Linked DNA regions of Mus musculus: all the other regions are linked to region 1. The links are chromatin contacts, called in public HiChIP or PLAC-seq and Micro-C maps. All regions are on one chromosome and are shown on one strand. The core of a region is the stretch at or near the end of the contact, and the rest is flanking DNA. Distances in the headings are between cores, read along the strand shown. Region 1 holds the start of Txn1 (thioredoxin 1). Region 2 holds the start of Lpar1 (lysophosphatidic acid receptor 1). Region 3 has its middle 64 kb from the start of 1700042G15Rik.

Region 1 (4,338 bases), core at 1,171-3,670:
GAGGAGTCTCTAGGGAGCGGCCTGGACCTTGCTCCTTAGCAGTCACCTGGGGTACCGATCCAAATCCGAGGGTCCTTAGCTGGGACCTGAGTCCCAGTTGATGAGATTACATGACAAAACAGGGCAAACTGCATCTCAAACACTCTCAAGGTTTACCCCCAAAAGCTATGAGGCAAAACCAAGCAACACTACTCAAAATACTGAAAATGCGGCTCACAATCCTAATTTCGGGCTTCAGTGAACACCAATTACAGAGGCAGGGATGTGCAAACTTGCAAAACAAGTTTTCTTCTGCCGATCTGTATTGGCTTGAAGAGTATTCAAAATTATCTACTAAGAAGCACATCACAATTTTTAGCTCTAGAAACCAATAACCACAATTGGCAAGTGTCGCCAGTACTGACACCAATAACCTGGAGACAAAACAACACACCCGGAGTAGACCGGAGCAGATGCTATCATCTCTTTTCTCAAACATACCCAATTCAGGGGCTGGCAAGATGGCTCAGCACATTAAAGTGCCTGCCACCAAGACCAACGAACTGAGTTCAATACCCACGACCCACAAGGTAGAAGTGAGCCAACTCTCTCAAGTTGTCCTCTGACCACTGCCAATGGATGCCCCACCCCTATATGTGAATATAAACCGAAACAGAAAGCCCCAACAACAAAACCATATTCAGCAAATAACAAAGTGTTCTTTGCTTTTTTTTTGAGACAGCCCAGCCTCCTGAGCGCTGGGGATTAGAGGCATGAGCCAACGCCTTGGTCTAACACGTGGTCTGTGAAGCACTGAGCAAAGTGTGTGTGTAGTTCAAGGAATAATTTTATTCTTAAAGATAAACACGGCAAATCAACTGTTGATTTCTGAGCCATTATATCATAGCCTATTATTCCACTCCTGTGTGGAGATTGACCCCAGGGGCCTTTAACTACCCACACAGTCGTCAGAAATAAGGCTACATTTTACATAGTTTAATTAATCAACTTAAGCCCATCACATGAAATTTATGTGTATTCAGTTTAACTTCTGATTCTGGGCGACTCCGATCAGAGCCTTGGTAGCAGGCTTTTGGGGCCCAAGCTTTTTCCGAGTAACTGGTTTCCTGGCACCAATGTACACCGCTCCTATTGGAATGGCAAAGGTTCCATAAGTAGGTCAGTTTAAACAGATAAGGATCCAACTGGGTGCTGGGACTAATATGGCTGGTAGTGGGTGAGCCAACTTTTGTACTGAGACCCAACCAGGTGCTCAAAACTGGAGGGCGCGGACCTGTCTTCCACGGATTTCCTAGTTTAAGGGTGAGCCAGTCTTTCACACATCAATTTCCACCCCCAACCTCCTTTCACTTTTCATTTTATAAATATTCCCCGAATAGTTACAGTGTAACAGGCTCTGGGTTTCCCAATCTGGAGGATATTTTGGTTCTCAGTAACTTTCGAATATGGTAACAGTTTTTCCCTTGGGTATTATTTTTCTTTTCCCAAAGGGCAGGACTTTGTACTTGACTACTCCCTGGGGGAGAGCCCTGGTTCCAGCAAAGCCCACTTATGGAGGGTCAATCACTGAAACCTTAAGGTTGCGAGGCCCCGGGGCCAGACTTTGGGGACTGAGTCATTCCAAAGCCAGAGCTGCCGGAAACACGCCCTGCGACGCAGGAGGAGGAGTCTCTCGGGCGCGGCCTGGACCTTTCTCCTTAGTAGTCACCTGGGGTACCGATCCGAGGGTACTTAACTGGGACCCGAGACCCACCCTCATGCACCGACCTGGCCTGTGTCCTCTAGGCGGCAGGTCACTGATGGAGGGAAACTAAGGCCGAGCCCAGCAGTACAACACACCCGCGCGGCGTGTGGCACCGCGTACTCGAGAAGTGGCGGCTCTCCATCTTTTCCTAGAGATCCTAAATCCTGATTCAGTTGGGGCACGGGAAGGGGGGAGTGTCACAGGAGGACCCCGGTCCATCTCTTCACCTCCGCCAGATTTGGGCTGGCGGTAGGGAGTGCAGCTCCGGGGACTCAGGTGCTGCCCACGAGTGCATCTCCCGTACCCGGCGTTCCAGGGTCCCCTCGTCCCCTCCCCCAGGGCATGCTCCACCGCCGAGGGCGCACACAGGCCCTGGGCCGCTAAGCCCGCGGGGACACCGAGAGTGTCCTCTTCAGCACCGCGGGATGTGCGCGGCGCCCGGGCATGCGTACCTTGCTCTCGATCAGCTTCACCATTTTGGCTGTTGCGGGGAGGGAGCCACACGCGTCTCAGCAGAACCAGATGGAAATGGATCCAAGGCGCCCAACGGAGCTTGCAACCGAGTGCGGCGCCCGCCTTCTCTTTATAGAAATAGGGCGGAGCGCAGCAGGGCGGGGCGGACGGGCACGCGCGGCGGGGACGCGCTTCCCGCCTCCCGCGTCCGCCAAGGCGCCTGGGCAGGCCGCGCCTAGACCACGCCCCCAAGAGGTGGGGCGGTTTTCCAGGGGGCGGAGCCAGAGTCGGCTACTAGTGCAGCCTGGGGACTGTCCTAGCGCTGGCCTCACTCCTGGCTTCCCCGCCCCACTCTAAGCTGCCGAACAAGAACCTTAGTTTATAAGGGGCGGAGCTAGCACAGGCTCCTGGAGCAGCTTCGGGTTTTTCCAGGCTCCAGACGCCGCGCGGCAGCTACCCCTAAGAGCCAACTTCCAGCTGCCTCAAGGGCACTTTAACAGCGAACAGCGCCGGGGTAGATCACGGTCCTCTCTCACACCGTAGAGTCCTTCTGTAATCACACTGCCCATGCCCCAAACTAGACCTAAGTCAGATACTTCCAGATTGGGGCTGGGGACAGTCCCTAGGACTGCCCAGGCAGAGGTGTATCCTTAGACTAGGGCGGCCATGCTGCAGTTCGACTCAAAGTGCTGAGTAACGATGACCAGGAAGTGTCTCAGTGCGCGTCCTCGCCAACTTTCTGGGTAGTTCTTTGCCGCTTCTTTCTCCTCTCTCTCTCCTATTCCTTAACTTTAACAGGTGAACCTGCTACTGGGAGAGGCACAGAGCCGTTTAGAGCCCTGTTCTGTGCCCCATGCACATGTAGGCATGATAGAGATCGGATAGTCTAGCTCCCAGCATTGTCTTGAAGGATTTAAGGGCTTGAAAACTGACTGAGGACAGCGTTTGGCCCATAAGGAAGCACTCAATGAATTATTCTAATTATAGTCATCGCGAGCGCTAATTAAGCTTGCGTGGTGCCTTGTGGGGCCTTGCTGAGTTTGGCTGCCTTGTATTTACAATGACAGTATAGGCTTTGAGGAGATTTTTCCGCCTTGGGAGAGGACGCCAGGAAGAGTCTTCTTCAATGATAACTGAGGTGATGTTCAGGAGGACAGGGCATGGTGGAAGAAGCTAAGATTCTTAAGGTGGCTTTGTGCAGCCCCAAGAGTGCCGCTGTATGTTCTGGTGAAGCAGCTGAGGTGGAGACTGGACAGAGCCAGCATCCTGGGAGGAACTCACCAAGCCTGCATTTGGAGAGCCGATCTAGATAAATCTACATCGAGGTGAAGCACGGGAGGCTAATGAAACTGTGTCTCAGCCACCCTACCCCTACCCACTGGCTTCCCTTGTTCAAAACATTTAAAATACCAGAACCAGTTGTGCGATGTTTTTGAAGGGCTGAGGAATTCAAGTAATGAGTGAGGATGTAGACAAGAGGGAGTGTTCTGAACATAGCCCTAGACTGCGGGTGGATGCTGCCCCAAAGGCAGTAGCCTTCCCTTTAGGACAGCTGAGGCAGAGAGGAACCCCAGGCAGATGAGCAGAATCTATTAATTCTCTTTGCAGCTGTCGGGTCTTTTCAGTCCAGCTACATTCCAGGTTTCTGGCTTTTTGGTAGTCAAACACTGACCTGTAGAACTTGGAAGGGTTCCTCCCTTAGCTGGCACCTCTCCACAGACCCTCAGATGTCCACTGATTCTGCTAGGAAGGCATGACTCCCTGGCACCTGTACAGTACCAATACACATGGGTAAATGTGGGGGATATCGACAATAAGAGAATGAAGAACTGGGAGGTTAGAGTGAGTGTTAAGATTCTTCACAGCTCTGCCAGCTCTCCTGTCTGCATCCCCACTTAAGTAGCTCTGTCTCTCTAGGGCAGTTTATTTAGCTTTTCTGTGCCCCAGGTTCCCTTGCGAAATGAAAATAATACCACCGTATGCTGAAGGTTTGAGTTACAATACTGTATGTGTAACGAGCTGAGAAATGTGTCCACTGCTTAGCACCCTGTGAACCGACCACGTGAACAGCGACAGGCTGTTATACTGAACGGCATCTGTCTGAGACGAGGGCAGAGAGCTGGGGTGGATGGGGCGACTAT
Region 2 (4,338 bases), core at 863-3,362, 600 kb after region 1:
CAGACCGAATGTTATTATGTCCTCAAAGACTCAGCAACCAGGATTTATTCGTCCCCTGGATGTCCCACTAGGTCAAACAACAGATTCTGTAAAAACCAACACCTATAACAGAACCTGGAAAACAAAATCAAGTTACGTTCTGAAGAATACTAACTCTGAATAGAAACAGACGTCTCTGACATGCTGCCACTTAAATTTTCTCTTCTGTGATTTCTTTACCATCATTCACAGGGACGCTGAGCTTTGGGGGATGGTGGCAGCTCCCCTGAGCTGAAGATGCAAAGGGCAGGGTGGGTGGGTAGGTGGTGCCTAGTAGAGGCCAGACCGCAAGGATCACTTAGACCTCATGTCAGATTTAAGCAGCCTCGCAGGTTTGTAATAATAAGGTTGGCAGGAGAAGAAATTATTGCTTTCTTTCGAGGGGAAAGAAAGGAAGTCAGGGAGGGAGGGAGGGAGGGAGGGAGGGAGGGAGGAAGGAAGGAAGGAAGGAAGGAAGGAAGGAAGGAAGGAAGGAAGGAAGAAAGGAACCAGGCAGGCAGGCAGGCAGGCTAGAGAAAGCCAACTCCTACTTAAGTCCCTCTCTCCAAGCATCCCCCTCCTGACGGGTTTCTTTCATCCCACCTTCTTTCTGTTGCCCTCCCATTTCCCCACAAGACTAATTTTTCTTCATTTTCCTTCTTCAACTTCAACTAGTCTCTCATGGAGGAATCACCCACCCTTAGTTCCCAGTTACAGGGAAGATGGCTGAAACAGCAAAGATCATCCTACCCATTCATTTTCCTGATGAGGACACCAAGCCCAGGAGCCCAGAACCCGTTCAGGGTACACCGCTAGGGGACGCTGTGTACAAGGAGGCTCTGATGTGGTTCTGCAAGTCACCCTTCTCAGCCTTTCCGCCTCAAACTGCTTCCCTCTCTTTCTACATTTTTTCCCTCAAATTCACACTCAAGACCAAAGAAAAGGAAAAATAAAATAGAATTTTAAAAAATATTAGAGCCCTGGTGATTATTATTCATGATGTTGCATCTGGAGGAACCAAGGGCAAAAACTAGATGCTATTACAGCTGTGTTTTAATGCAGCTGGCTGTGGTGCACGGGGCCTTAAGCGTAATGTTGATTCCTCTTCCTTGGTATTCATTCCATCTGAAAGAGACTATGTTCTTCCATTTTCTAAGACTTTGAAACCCGGACTTCTGACTTCATAGTCATGTTAGGTGAGCAAAAGACACTTACACAAAAGGATAAGCACGCAGCTCTGTCGAAACGAATAGAGGATTCCGCTTTAATAACTAGCTACCTTCTTCTAGTTGCAGTTAGCAATAGGTATCTCTGACGATGGGTATAGCTTAAGAGTAAAACTTTTCACAAGCCAGTACTCGCTGGAAACCCACATGGAAGGAAAGCTCCGAAGATTTCAACTAAAAAGAAAAAAAAAAGAAGAAGAAGAAGAAACACAGGCGAAAGGAAGAAAGAAAACGGGAGACGAGGAAGAAAGGACTGAGAAAAGAGACAGTCTAGGGCCCCAGCCTGGAAGCAGCAACAAGCCCTGGGTGCCTCACATCAAAGACCAAATGGCAGCAAAGAAAAACAAGCCTAAAGTTTAAAACCATTCACAGTAAAGTCTCCCTCCCTACAGGAGCAAACAGCCGATCAACCCATTCAAGCAAAATCAGGTTTTTCCCCGCCTTGCATTTCCCAGGTACAGACTAAGCCTAGGGCGGCTTCAAGGAAACTTCAGTTTAAATTCCTTAAACTCAAGGGACGACAAAGTCTCTGGTGAGCAGTGAACTGAGCGCGGGACGCGCGGACACCCGAGCCATCTAAGTCGTCGGGGACGCGGCACCAATAAACTTGGGGAGCCCCTTGCCAGCCCTCTCGCGTCCCCAACCCGATCCAGGTAAGCAACAGGAGGCCACCTACGTGTCACTTGGACGGACCCTGGGGCGCACTGACCTGGCCAAAGGTCGGGAGGGCCGCCCGGGCGGCTGCGGCGACTTCCCTCCCGGGCTGAGTTCCACCGGCTGGTGCGGGAGGCCAGGGCAGCCTCGCCTCCTGCAGGCGGCCTCACACACGCGCGCACACCCACCCACTCCGGGCCCGCGGGCGCGCGCACTCAGGCGCTCACGCGCACGGCTACAAAGCGGCGGGTGGTGGGACAGTGCGAGCCGATCGCGCCGATGGGAGGCGGGGCGGTCGCCACCCGCGCCGCGCCAAGGGACACCCGGCCGCCGTGTCTTTACCTGCTAGGTCCAGCTCCGCAGTTCACGCAGCCGCCGGGCCAACCCAACCCAAGCCTCACCCCAGCACAACCCGGAGCCTACGGAGGGCAGCACTGTGCTGGAGGACAAGAGTCACAACTCCCGGGGCTTTACTGCCGCCCAGTTCCAACTTCCCGGGCTCAAGGAACAGGCAGGCAGCAGAAGAGGCACGGGTGCCAGCCTCCTTACCTCTCCTCCTTCTGGCGCTTTCTGCCACATCCACAGAGCACAAGTCAGAAACTCCCCGCACCCCAAAGCGCCTTTCCTCCCAAGCCGCTCTGCTCTCCTTACCTGCGTGGCACCCACAGCGACTCTGCCTCCTGTGGTCCCCTCCCCCAGTCATTCACTGAACTTCCCGCGCTGCTGCAGGTCGGGGAGGGGGTGGGGGTGAGGGGAGCCTAAGCTTTTCATTCAGTACCTTCGCGGCGCTCCCTTGACCCTCCACAGCAGACACACCCACCTCCGTCACCCCTGGCCCCTCCTGTGCTCACCCCAGCGCCAGGCCTCTTGCAGAGCTTTGGTGGACGCCCTGCATGGTGCATGCTTTGTTGCTGTCCCCTCCTCATTTGAAAAGCCCTGGAAACCATCACAGAGCCTGGGGAAAACAAGAAAAGAAAGGGGGGGGGGGGAGAGAGAACTTGGTGTATGGCCTCCTCCGAGTTGAGTTTCTAAACTTTTTCAGGCAGCACACAAAGTTTCAACCAGCACAGCCCTGTACTTCAGGCCATAGAAAAGCAATAGTTGGCTTTGCAATTGCAAATCAAAGCGAGCGTGCCTTTGTGTCCCTAGAGCTATGATTATAAATTTCTCTTCAGCTAGGAGTGTAACTTTCCAAGGGCAAACTAAGATTTTTCATAGGGCAATTAAGGGCAGGGAAGGCACACCTGGAAGTGTAGGCGGAGGCAGGACCTAAGAATCATTTTCTGGAGACTTCCATCTCAGAAGCCTTACCATCACTCAGTAGTAGATGCGGACAGAGAGAGAGGACTCTCCAGCCGGTCTTCACCCACCTGCTTCACACTCCAGGCCCCCAGGGTGTGTTGAGTCATCAGAATTTTCTGCCTCAACCCACAGCGGAGTCCTCCACACATCAAAAGCAGATGCCTGGGAGTAAAAGCCTGAGGGACATCTAGGGTTGTAGTACCACAGAAAAGCAGGACTGGCTGGCGGCACCGTAGCTGACAGAAAATGAAAGGCAGCGAGGGAGTGGATGGACAACCCCTTGCTTCGTACAAAGAGGTCGCTGCCTAGCAGCTATGGGCAGAGCTGATAAGATAAGACACTGGGGGTTGGATAGTTCCCAAGCTTTCAACAGGTTGTGACTTGATGGGACCATGACCATTTCCTGTCCATGATTTTTCACGGTGCTCAAAACTGAACTGTAAAGCTGGTCGTTTATTTATTCTCCAAAGCTGTTTACTTTTAAGAATTTTGAGCCGGGAGGTGGTAGCACACGCCTTTAATCCCCACACTTGGGAGGCAGAGGCAGGCAGATTTCTGTTCAAGAATTTTGTTCATTCTGTGCAGCAACGATGACTTTTACCTGCAATCTCAGCCCTGGGGAGCTTGAGACAGGATGAAGAATTGTGGGGGAAACTATTCAAATCTCTTTTTAAAAAGACTCTGCTTTCCAAATCCATTTTATATCAATTTATGACTTGTTTTATAGTTATCTACTTAAAATATAAAAATTAGACCCAACACCAATTCTGTTCTCAACAACAAACAGAAACATATACAATTGTGTAGCAAGTATTGTTGAGGTATATACAGTGCTTGCCTAGCAAGTATAAGATCCTGAGCTTGACCCCCAGCAGTACAAAATCCATAAAATAATAAATAAGCTCATATATAAAAACCATTCCCTAATTACAAATAATGATAGTTGATCTTAAACTATTAGGAAGTTGAGATGAATAGGAAACCATCAAGTTTTATACATACATATTAAAGAAAACAAGAATACACTGAAGAAGGTTTTCACTTTTCCCCTATAGTGATACTAAACTCAGAATAATCAGACCTATTGCCTAATTTTCTTCCTCCTACTGCTCACTCCATCTGTTTGGTTTCTTGATAG
Region 3 (4,338 bases), core at 1,246-3,745, 530 kb before region 1:
AAAATCATTCTCACTGCTGTTTCCCTTATCATTCTTAGACACTCTGGCTCATGGACACACACACACACACACACACACACACACACACACACACACACACACACTTGCTTCTAGCTTAAAGCGATTTATCTTTAAAGACATATCCTAGATATCAATCCCTCCTGGCAAACCTCCTATTTCCCCTCTCATCTCCATCTTTGACAGTGCTTACAGCAATGTGCTTAAATATCAATTATACATACATCTTTTTCTCACTAGACCTTGAGATCTTTATTGGTCTTATGCATCGTGGTGGTCTCAGTTCCAATCAGGGTACCAAATACCCTCTTTCCCTTAACACAGTTTTAATATTAACTTCTCTTTTACTTTGCATTTTCCGTACCAAAGGTGATGTGAGTTAGATTATTCCTGGAAACCCTCCTCTACCTCCAAGGATATGATCTTATCCTACAGACCCTTGAAAGACATGAAATTCAGCATATAGTCCCAAACACACGCCCAAGGTCTGGTGCGCAAACTATGAACACTGAAGTCAGAACATGAATGTCAGAACATAAGGCCATTTTGCACAGATGAGTTTCTTTTTATAATTTTCTTCAGCATTAAAGGAAAAGAAGACAGTTTTGCAGACTTTCTTACCTGCCTTGTGTGTGTGTGTGTGTGTGTGTGTGTGTGTGTGTGTGTAGTGTGTGACATTCTAGATCATTTAGGTACAAACAGTTCTGTCTAGGCATACGGCAGCTTTTGTACAAGAGTAATGTTGCCACGGCAACTATTGATAAGTTATTTCTCTGCTGTTGAAATGAGCCAATTCAAGCCAGATTAGATTATATTAAATGAAGGTTTATTGGGAAGCTGCTCTCAGGCCGGTGAGTTTACTGGCTCCAAGGATCAAGGTCAGGGAAGTTGCCATGGGAAGAGAGAAAGAGAGAGAGAGAGAGAGAGAGAGAGAGAGTGAGAGAGAGAGAGAGAGAGAGAGAGAGAGAGAGAGAGAGAGAGAAGAGAGAAGGGGAAGAGAGAAAGAAAGAATGTGTGCAGTGAGAGAAGTAGAGAAAGAGAAGGAGAAAGAACAGGAGAGAGAGGAGAGACCAAAATGTCTGGATTATATAGAGAAGAGCCTCTGGGGGAAGGACTGCCCAGCCTTTGGGCTGGAAAGTTCAGCTTTGGGGGCAGGGTATGCCCGGTAGGGACTGAGGGATACTGGGAGAACCAGGAGGCCAGGTCTGCTTTGGTATGTAAAATAGGCACCTCAGTCCCTTGTCCTGGGGATGAAACCAAACAATTATCAACTGTAAAGACTTTGATCCCATTAAAGATTCATCTAAGAAAAAAACTTCCTAGGGTCTTGATCATGAGGAGTTATTTTTCTTTTATTTAACGGATATGTATTGAATGTGTATCAGGTACTTACACATATGGACATATGAACGAATAAAACTATAGACATTAGTGTTTGTCCCCGCTTGGGATCATGTTCTAGTGGTTTATATATTACATTCTGTCTGTCTTTCTTTCACTCCCAGCCCTATTGGCTAGCTCTTTATTATGCAAAAGCCACACTCCTTATTCATCCAGTTGGCTCAGGTGGGGGTGGGGTGGGAGTGGGGGTGGGGGGTGGGGGTGGGAGAGAGGGGATAGGTGACTTCCCCAGGGCAGCTTGTCTTTCTTTTGGGGCAGGTGAGGAAGCAGTAACAAATATTTATAAATTCTGCTAGTCTAGTGCCAGAGGTCCAGCAATTAAAAATTGAGAACCCAGGGACACACTTTTTCATAGACAGTAAATACAATATTTGTGGGTCATCCCAACACAAATGGACAGAAAACTAACCAGAACACAGCCATTAATCATAACAAATGAACAAAATAGCTCCCAAGCCTCTTCATGCATAGAAGAGCTGATCAGATGATGCTGAACAAAATGATTAGGCTTTTAGTAAGTGAACAGTGCCATGGTCTTCTGTCTCATGGCTTGACCAACGTGTAGAATCCTGGGTGACATCAGGTTGGTTTCTCTTTGATGGCTGAGGGGTAGCCATTGTCCTTGGCAAAGTTCCCTGAGTGAGTCCATGGTGTCACCATGTTATCTCTGAGAGTTCATTGTTTGTCTCCCGTTGTAGGTCAGACTTGGCAGTGGTGGAATAAATGTTCTGGCTCCATCTGTACACCCATAATCATGGGCTGTTCTGAACGCATACGTCATGTTGTGGGTGGGTGAGAGGATGCTGACAACAAACAAATAGGTCCTTTCAGCCCTCTGAACGGGAAGAAAACAACAAATGGGCTTTAACAAGAGGATGATCCTAAGTTGAGCATAGACGTTTGTATCACCGACCCCACGGGTCTCTCTCATTGTCAATAGACTGCCATTACAAGAATTCCCCAAGAGTCAGGACTCGGTTGCTCTAAGTGCTTTGCCTGAGTCCACTCATAAGCCCTCGCAGATCAACAGGCGCTCTACCCAGAATGGAGTTCATCTTTGTTCCTGCTTAACCAAAGAAAAGAAACAATGTACATTTTGGCCTCAGCCTTCCTGCCTTAGTCTCTGGGTGACTTTTCCATGAGTCAGTAGCAGTACAAGCAAATGTGTGAGATGACACCTTGCAGAGAGAATTTATTAGTGCAAGAAGACAGATACAAAAGCTCACAATGACTCTGCAAATAGAGTGGAGACATTCCAATCAACAAAATTCAGTCTCTTGTTTAATTACACATCCCAACTGCACAGTTCTAGATGAAGAAAGATCTCTTCCATGAGAAATGTTTCTTTCCTGCATGGAGCTGACAGTGACATTACTTACATAGAAGTCTAAACACGTCAAGCAGAGAATGTCACCAAACACAAACATTAGAAATCTCCATAAGTGACACTTGTTGAAGAGCACAAGTGGAATCCGGTAAAGGTGAGGAGGTGAGGAGGCGGGCGGGCTTTTGTATCCTAGTGACTCATCCTGTGGTTTGCTATTGGCTTGTTGGTGTCCTGGAATGGGACCTTGAGCTTCCCAGCAGGGGAAAGATTGCTTTTATTTCCTTCTTGTTGAGCTAGATATGTAAAATTACAGCAATAGCTTCACTTATCCACCACTAATGAGGGAGAGGATGCCAGACACGCAGGCTGGTGAGATGGCTCAGTGGGTAAGAGCACCGACTGCTCTTCTAAAGGTCCTGAGTTCAAATCCCAGCAACCACATGGTGGCTCACAACCACCTGTAATGAGATCTGATACCCTCTTCTGGTGTGTCTGAAGTCAGCTATAATGTACTTATGTATAATAATAAATAAATCTTTGGGCCTGAGTGAGCAGGGCCGACTGGAGACAGCAGAGGTCCTAAAAATTCAATTCCCAACAACCACATGAAGGCTCACAACCATCTGTATAGCTACAGGAAAAAAAAGATGTTAAATACGCATCGAGCACATTTTCAACAAAATGAAGAACAATGAGCAAGGGGAAAGCTGGAAAATTGTCTACTCCTAACTGCAGGTGCCAAACACCACTGCCCTGATGTGTGTACCTCTGCCCAGCTCCCCCAAGCTGATGTTGTTGTGTTGTTTCGGGCCATTGTCACACTTTTCTCCCCAGTTGGAGCTATTGAAGTAACACTTTTTCTGTTTCTCTCCAGCCCCTTCTAATTACATGCTTCTATTCCTAGTAACCTGGAAAACACGAACCAAGCAAGCCCGAGGCTATTGCTAGTCACATGTCCCGTTTGTTCACTTTGAATCAGGGAACACTAAAATCCTTTTCGGAGCAATGGACCTCACCCTTCCTCATCCTCCCAAGCCATAATGCTACCCAGAATTCCAGGCAGCTCCCAGAATCCCACATGGTTCTCAATGTTAGTATTCTTATTCAAAAGCTTATGCAATACAATTTCAGAAAACTACCACTATGTTACTTCCCTCAGATGGCTCCTTTTTTTCTAGACCACCAGGTTAAAGATGTTAGGTCTGGTGATAGTTTTTACGCTTGCTAACACCAGACAGGGCCAGGCATTTAATACTCCAAACTACTGTCTCTTCATCTACAGAAGGCGATACGAATAAAACAACACAAAGGTAAGCAGCCGCCATCCTCCCCAGAAGGTGCAAGAGTCTAGGGTCCACAGATAGTGGGCAGCCCTCAGGAGTCAGCAAATTGCTGATATAAGCAACCTGACCCCCAAAAGGAATTACAGTTCTCGTGAATTACTTAAGAACCTTGTGCCCCAGAGGATGGTTCCATATCCATGAGTACAATGGCGGCATAGCCGGCAAGCTTTTGATTTTTTTTTTTTTAAAGAAACATATGCAGTTGTGCTTGGGCGGGGAGGTGAAGGGATCTGTATACTCACTCCAAGG

Evidence for each region. A called contact is a pair of places that touch in the nucleus more often than the background predicts. HiChIP or PLAC-seq counts read pairs in DNA pulled down with a chosen protein or histone mark.
Region 2: a contact with region 1 is called in a Micro-C map of embryonic stem cells, with 7 times the contacts expected there. The contact joins the promoter of Lpar1 here to the promoter of Txn1 in region 1. A contact is called at or near these places in 13 of 39 promoter capture datasets (the 3T3-L1 cell line, 3T3-L1-derived adipocytes, the SN4741 cell line and 8 more), 1 of 484 Hi-C or Micro-C datasets (embryonic stem cells) and 4 of 115 datasets of contacts at active chromatin or transcription factors (the NIH/3T3 cell line, astrocytes and embryonic stem cells).
Region 3: an H3K27ac HiChIP or PLAC-seq map of trophoblast stem cells shows a contact between it and region 1, with 3 times the contacts expected there. The contact joins the enhancer-like site here to the promoter of Txn1 in region 1. A contact is called at or near these places in 7 of 39 promoter capture datasets (the 3T3-L1 cell line, the SN4741 cell line, hippocampal neurons and 4 more) and 7 of 115 datasets of contacts at active chromatin or transcription factors (embryonic stem cells, epiblast stem cells, large pre-B cells and 1 more).

What each region holds. Positions count from the first base shown.
Region 1 is chr4:57,953,991-57,958,328 of GRCm38.p6, forward strand. It overlaps Txn1 (thioredoxin 1), which reads right to left and starts at 2,421. Exons shown (of 5, transcript NM_011660.3): 1 at 2,197-2,421. The coding sequence starts at 2,220. Gm35344 (a long non-coding RNA gene) reads left to right here and starts at 2,453. Exons shown (of 3, transcript XR_881303.3): 1 at 2,453-3,522.
Region 2 is chr4:58,551,181-58,555,518 of GRCm38.p6, forward strand. Lpar1 (lysophosphatidic acid receptor 1) reads right to left here and starts at 2,113. Exons shown (of 4, transcript NM_172989.1): 1 at 1,954-2,113.
Region 3 is chr4:57,426,351-57,430,688 of GRCm38.p6, forward strand. No RefSeq gene overlaps it. Among named protein-coding and RNA genes, the nearest start is that of 1700042G15Rik, 64 kb to the left of the region's middle. Within about 2 kb of position 2,496, at least 25 of the 459 cell types and tissues checked have an H3K27ac peak or open chromatin away from gene starts, as enhancers often do. A contact at or near this core is called in trophoblast stem cells, where this site is marked.